Regions from separate parts of the Ovis aries genome. Here region 2 is linked to region 1. The links are chromatin contacts, called in public Hi-C maps. All regions are on one chromosome and are shown on one strand. Each heading gives the region's core, a stretch centred on a gene start, on an enhancer-like site or on the middle of the called end of the contact. The rest is flanking DNA. Distances are from core to core; before and after follow the strand shown.

Region 1 (2,832 bases), core at 205-2,704:
CGGGCATTTCTGAGTCCAGTAAACTTATCTTTATTTAATGATTTCAGCTAAAGCACAGAACATTACATAGAAAACTAAAAGTAAACACAAAACTTACCATAAGAGAACACTGAATATAAGCATAAAATCATCAAAGGGATCTTTTAAATGAAAACTGTGTTGCCAATATACCATTTTATTGCTTAATCTCAAGTACTACCCTGAGATGGGAGATTCTGCCATTGTTTCTAAGCAGTTCAAAAGAAGATTCATAAGGCATAAAGCAAGAATTTGGAGCTCCAAATATGGTTATCTTTACTATGAATCTAATCTCCTGTCTTATTATGATCTCCAAGTATATAACACACTCACTAAAATACGTGAAAAAAAAAATACTTTTATTATTTAAAGAGCAGGAACCAAGGAGAGAATTCAATTTAGTAAAAAGAGTAACATTCTAATAATAATCAGAGCTCTCCAGCAAAAGAACGGACTGTCTCAAAAAGCAGTCAGAAATGTTATAAAAGAGTTTCTTACAATTCCATTTAAAAACTGGCTTAAATGACCTCTACACTCTTTTACCTTAGATTCTGTGGCTCCATCAACCTAGCCACAGTTAAACCGGCTGCTAGAAGCATAGTGGCATTATCAGAGTACTAGCTAAGTTACAAGTGAACTCATTAAACTTTAACATTTAGGTATGCAGGGCAATTCTCATAGCAACATAAACTACTAGTATTCTAAGTTTCTAAACAGGAATAACAGATACCAATACACAAAAACGAAAGTATTTTAAAAGATAGCCTTTTTTGTTGTTGTTTTTGATTCTGCATAATTTTTTTTTCAGAAGGGAAGTTTGGATGCATCCTTCTGGTTGTAAAGTGGGAGATGAGAATGGAAAGAGTTCCTCCCTGAAGATAAGGGCCCCGGAACACAAGGCGTTAATGCTCTGGCGCCGCACAGACACCTGACTCCACTAGTACAGTTGCAAAACAAAATCTGCCGAACCCGCTCATCGCACAAGGACAAGAAATTTCCCGGCAACCTGCGACGGCTAGTTCACCGAGAATGGGCAGCAGCCTATCGTAAGGAATGCCAACTTTCCCGGGATTTTCTTTCCCGAACATAAATGCAAGTGTTTAACGCAAGATTCACGTTTCGCGCAGGTTCATGTTAGGTTTGGTTTGTTTCCTTGAGATCGGCCGACTTTCCCTGGTTTTGGTTGAGTGAGAAAGGGCCGCCAATCGCTTCCTAGTTACCTTTCACTAAGGCCAAAGTGGACAAATGCAAATAAACACGTCTTTCAAGTATACCTCTGTCACTCCGAGCGCCGCGTTTGTGTAAGATGCTGGGAACGGAGGGAAACTGCCGAGTCACCCGCAGAGCACTCCCGGGGCGCCCCCGGGGTGGTGGGGTAGCCGGGCTGCAAAGGAGCGCCGCGCGCCCCGCCAAGCTGCCTGCTTATCTGTTGCTCGCACAGCGCCACCGCACTCACCAGTTCCTAGAGAAGGGATTCTGAGAAACGAGAACGAGCCTGGTTCCCTAGAAACATTAAATTAACACAAGGGGTCTGGAAACGAAACAGCAGATGCCTGAAAGCCTTCCCCTGGACTGTTTCCTGCCTTCTTGGAAAATCTTTGCATTAAAATAGATTGGATTACCCTGCATAGCCAGATGCTGCTCCAGAACTTCGTTTGGGGTGAACGTGAAAGCAAAGTTTGCCATCTTTTAAAAAGATTTTTCTTTCCGAGGTGGCTTGAATAGCCTGTTGGAGTTGTGGATATCAGCTGGAACCCGAAGCTGAGGCTGTTTGCATTACAATAGAAACTTTCCATAACATTGACTTGCAAATCAGATAACAAAAAAGCTGGCAGAGTAGAAAGGTAGAGAGCTTGGAATGAGTAGTGAGAGTTCAGAATCCGCGATTCAAGTCCCTGAAAACTGTCTAGAAAGAGCACAGTCCAGCCCCCTTATCTCACAAAGGAGAAAATAATATGAGTTTTTCTCTCCAAGCCTATTTACTTTGACCACAGCTTTAAGAAAACAACAGAGTAAAACTAATAGCATTTCCAAAGAGTCAAAAACAGAAGCAGAAAGGCTGATGAGTAAAATCGTATCTGCCTCCTCATTCTAAAAACCCATGCACTAACCTCCATTGACCTTATCTGCAAATTAATCTTATATAATTCATACATTCAAACCAAGATTAATAACCACACACCTTAAGAACAGTGGGCCTTAAAACAGAATGAACTCCTGTGTCATCTTTACTTTCATATTTAAACACTGTTGGTAGCTGAGATAAGACCCAAGGCTTCCTATGAGACACCAGGGTTTTAGAGAGAAATAGCGTTTTTACTATAGTAGCACCTTCCCTGATATTTTAACTTTCCCTCTTAATAGCCTTTCAGGTGGGACTCTGTGATCATCAGCTACTGTTTTACTACATGCATCATGCTTTCTAGTAAATCAGACAGCAACCTGCAGTCCTAAAAGGATTCGGTGTTTATCCCAGAGCTTTGGAAGCACAACATGGGAAAGCAGTATATTACATGATCCTCCGAACAAAAGTAAAATTAAGTATCTTTGCCTGAGCGTGAAAGCAACAAAACTCATTTTAAAGCAATGCAGTTAGACAGAGTCATTTCATCTGTAATAGGGCAAGTGTACAGCTCCATAAGCAGTCCTCAGTATTTCTGTTCTAACAACTCACAGGGAATATACAAAATCTATCGTTCCTCCCTCATAAGGCAAAAAAACTAAATAGCAACTTCAGGGCTTTCTAAGTTAATGGTTGAGCTTACAGAAAAGCAAAGAAAAATTTTTAATGTTTATAAGAAAGCAAAGGAAAAT
Region 2 (2,832 bases), core at 99-2,598, 170 kb before region 1:
TAAACTTATACTGAAAAAAGTATCTGTTGTTTTCTGAAATTTAAATTTATTTGGGTGTCTGAGAATAGACTGGCAGCCCTGGGTGCATGCTAAGTCACCTCAGTCCTGTCTGACTCTTTGTGACCCCACGAACTGGTGGGGTCCTCTGTCCATGGGATTCTCCAGGCAAGAATACTGGAGTGGGTGACTATTTCCTCCTCCAGGGACTGGCGGCCCTACCGCCGACTAACTGTAGCTCAGTGTGGGCCTCGAATAATGTTTGTCCTGCAAGTTGGTGGCTTTTAGAAATGGAAAGATGTCCCATACCAGCTCGGCAGTAAACTTTGTAACTCTATTATTACTGTTAAAGGGTGAGGGAACAATACTTCCTGAACCCTGCAGACAGTAGTTTTTCATTTCTTGCTTTTTTATACTGCCTACATCTTCAAAGGGTTTTTCTTTGAAGGCAGCTGGTCTCCTTAGGGCATCCCCAAGCCTGGGCACCCCAGAGGCTAGAGAAGGCTGTAGCTCAGACGACAAAGGGTCCCAAGTGGTGAAATTTCAACAGGAATGTCAGGCCTCTGTGAGGAGAAAGGTTACTTCTGCAGGGGTGTAGGGGAAGGGTGGATTACAATACTTTTCTTTCAGTCGTCACATCTTTGCCTGTAACTTGCTCTGTCTTCACTGTGACTGAGAAAGGACGGTGCAGGGGCTGGGAGCAGGGTGGGGTGGGGGAATACCCTGCTTTTCTTGTGCTCCTTTGGCTCTACTTGAGAGTGAAGCTGACATGAAAAGGAGTGATGGCCAAGGCTCCCCAGATGACACTGAGGTCAGTCACTGCTGACAGGTAAAACCTAGTTAATACCTGGCCTCCAAGCTGGAGAGCCTTCCAGTCTGCTGGTGGCTGGAACACAGCAAGCGTCTAAAGGTCACAAGATTGCAGAAGTCAGCAGGGCCTGGCCTTTTGAAAGGTGTGGTCCTCTCCCTTCCAGGCTGAAAACATTTCTCAATGACCCCAGAAGCTGGTAGGCTCCCAAACCCAGGGAGCACTGCTCCCTCCCCCAAGGCACTGATAGGGCCTGCAGCCTTGCACTAGCATTTCTGAGCCCTGCAGTCCAGGCCAGGCTTTCCGCTCTCCCTGCTGGAGGCCCGCCATCCTTATTGAGTGTATTTCCAAGAAAGCAGTTGACAGGCTTGGCAGTGCTATTCCTGGAAATGTTCAATAGGCCATCTTCTGGCAGGGCCACCGCTGACGGATGGGTTGGTCGGGGAGACCACGTGCTCAGCGCCCTCTCCACCCCCGCCTATTCCCAGGTGCCTCCAAGCAGCAGCCGTCCCCAAATACCTCGGGCTGTTAGCTGGCGGGGGCTGTGGGCCTCTGTGGAACTTGCTTCCTCCCCGGCAGGGTGGCTGCCAGCGGGCTTGCTGCTAAATGAAGACAGGCGCCCTGTGACTATAAATTATAACACACATCAGCTCCAGCCGATGCACCGCATGTCCTGTAGGGGACTCCGCAGGGGATGCCTGGCCACTGCCAAAGGGCATTCTGGACAGTGGCTCCTATGGCAGCCGCAGGACAGAGGCCAAGCCTGCCGCTGGGCAGAGGAGCTCTGGCAGCTCCCAGAGGTTGGAGTTTCCTTCGGATGCAGACCACGGCTTCTCTGCACTATTGCCTTTGGCACCAGGTACTTCTTTGTAGGGGCCGTTTGTGCCCTGCCAGAGGTTTAGCAGCATCCTTAACCTGCAACCACTGAGGGCCAGTAGCACCTACACCGCGCTCCCCTCCACCAGTTGTGACAATCAAAAAATACCTGCAGATGTTGTCAAATGTCCCCTGAAAGGCAGAGCTGCTCTTGGCTGAATACTACTGGTACAGAGGAAAGGAAACGGGGGCCTTCTGAGGGTGATGCCAGAGAAAGACAGACTCGCAGAATGTGGTCTCCACTTGAGCTGTGTGCTGCCAGGCATGTCACAGAAACCTTGAGCCTCAGTTTTCTTATCTCTAAAATGGAAAGATAGAGAAGGGCAAACCAAGGGCGTATGGAAATAACAGTTGAATTAATGACTGGTGGGTACTTTGAGAGGTATTCAAGCACCACAGAAAACACTGTAGCAGCAGATTATCTGATGCTTGAATCCTTCCCTACCTCAAAGGGTCTGGTTCCATTTGAGAGGGGAAAAAAGCTGAATATTTATAAAATTTCACAAAAACTCTTGAAACAAACGAATGCTTTAGAAAGATTTTCTCTTCATTATTTTTTTTCTACTTAATTCAAACATGATTAAGCATGCTATAAATGCCTGAGGTTAATGAACGTGATTTTTTTCTTATCTTTCTTGAAAGAGGTTTTGTATCTTTTTAGAAAAAATTAACACCCTAGAAATTGTATCCCTTTCAGTGAAAGAACAGAAAGTAAAACTGGGAGGGTCCCTCTATCTTTTTTTCATAAAATTTGTATCTTTTTCTTTATAATTTATAGCTGGTCAATGAAAACTGGTCAATGAAACCCCACAGTCCTATAGAAAGGCACTGTCGCTTTAAATGAGGCTTGCTGTTATATAATTCTCTGGCTGACTTCATCTAGCCAGCTTTCAAGGAACTGTAAAGAAATCTTTAAAGGCTAATATTTCTCTTATTCACACTGGCAGAAAAACACAAAGGAAACGGGTAACCTGAGCCACTTCAATGGTAAGAAATGAAGAGCCGAGTCCTTGAGGACAGAGCCACAGTTGGCCCCACCCCAACGAAGTCTCAGGGTCCTTGTCAAGCTCCAGGCAACCATGGCCTTTCCTTTGTGGCCGTGTTCACTGGAAGATCCAAGGCCACATTTGCTTTGGGAAACAAGACCCTGT

What was found. A called contact is a pair of places that touch in the nucleus more often than the background predicts.
Region 2: a Hi-C map of muscle shows a contact between it and region 1, with 5 times the contacts expected there. The contact joins two enhancer-like sites. A contact is called at or near these places in 2 of 16 Hi-C or Micro-C datasets (muscle and skin fibroblasts).

Annotation. Positions count from the first base shown.
Region 1 is chr3:130,029,798-130,032,629 of ARS-UI_Ramb_v3.0, reverse strand. All of the region lies in intron 2 of CRADD (CASP2 and RIPK1 domain containing adaptor with death domain), which reads right to left. It overlaps LOC132659429 (a long non-coding RNA gene), which reads right to left. Exons shown (of 3, transcript XR_009599888.1): 3 at 1-2,832. Among named protein-coding and RNA genes, the nearest start is that of CRADD, 57 kb to the right of the region's middle. Within about 2 kb of position 1,454, at least 20 of the 54 cell types and tissues checked have an H3K27ac peak or open chromatin away from gene starts, as enhancers often do. A contact at or near this core is called in muscle, where this site is marked.
Region 2 is chr3:130,203,692-130,206,523 of ARS-UI_Ramb_v3.0, reverse strand. LOC105607935 (a long non-coding RNA gene) reads right to left here. Exons shown (of 5, transcript XR_009599886.1): 1 at 1,791-2,832; 2 at 1,325-1,432. Among named protein-coding and RNA genes, the nearest start is that of PLXNC1, 210 kb to the left of the region's middle. Within about 2 kb of position 1,348, at least 23 of the 54 cell types and tissues checked have an H3K27ac peak or open chromatin away from gene starts, as enhancers often do. A contact at or near this core is called in muscle, where this site is marked.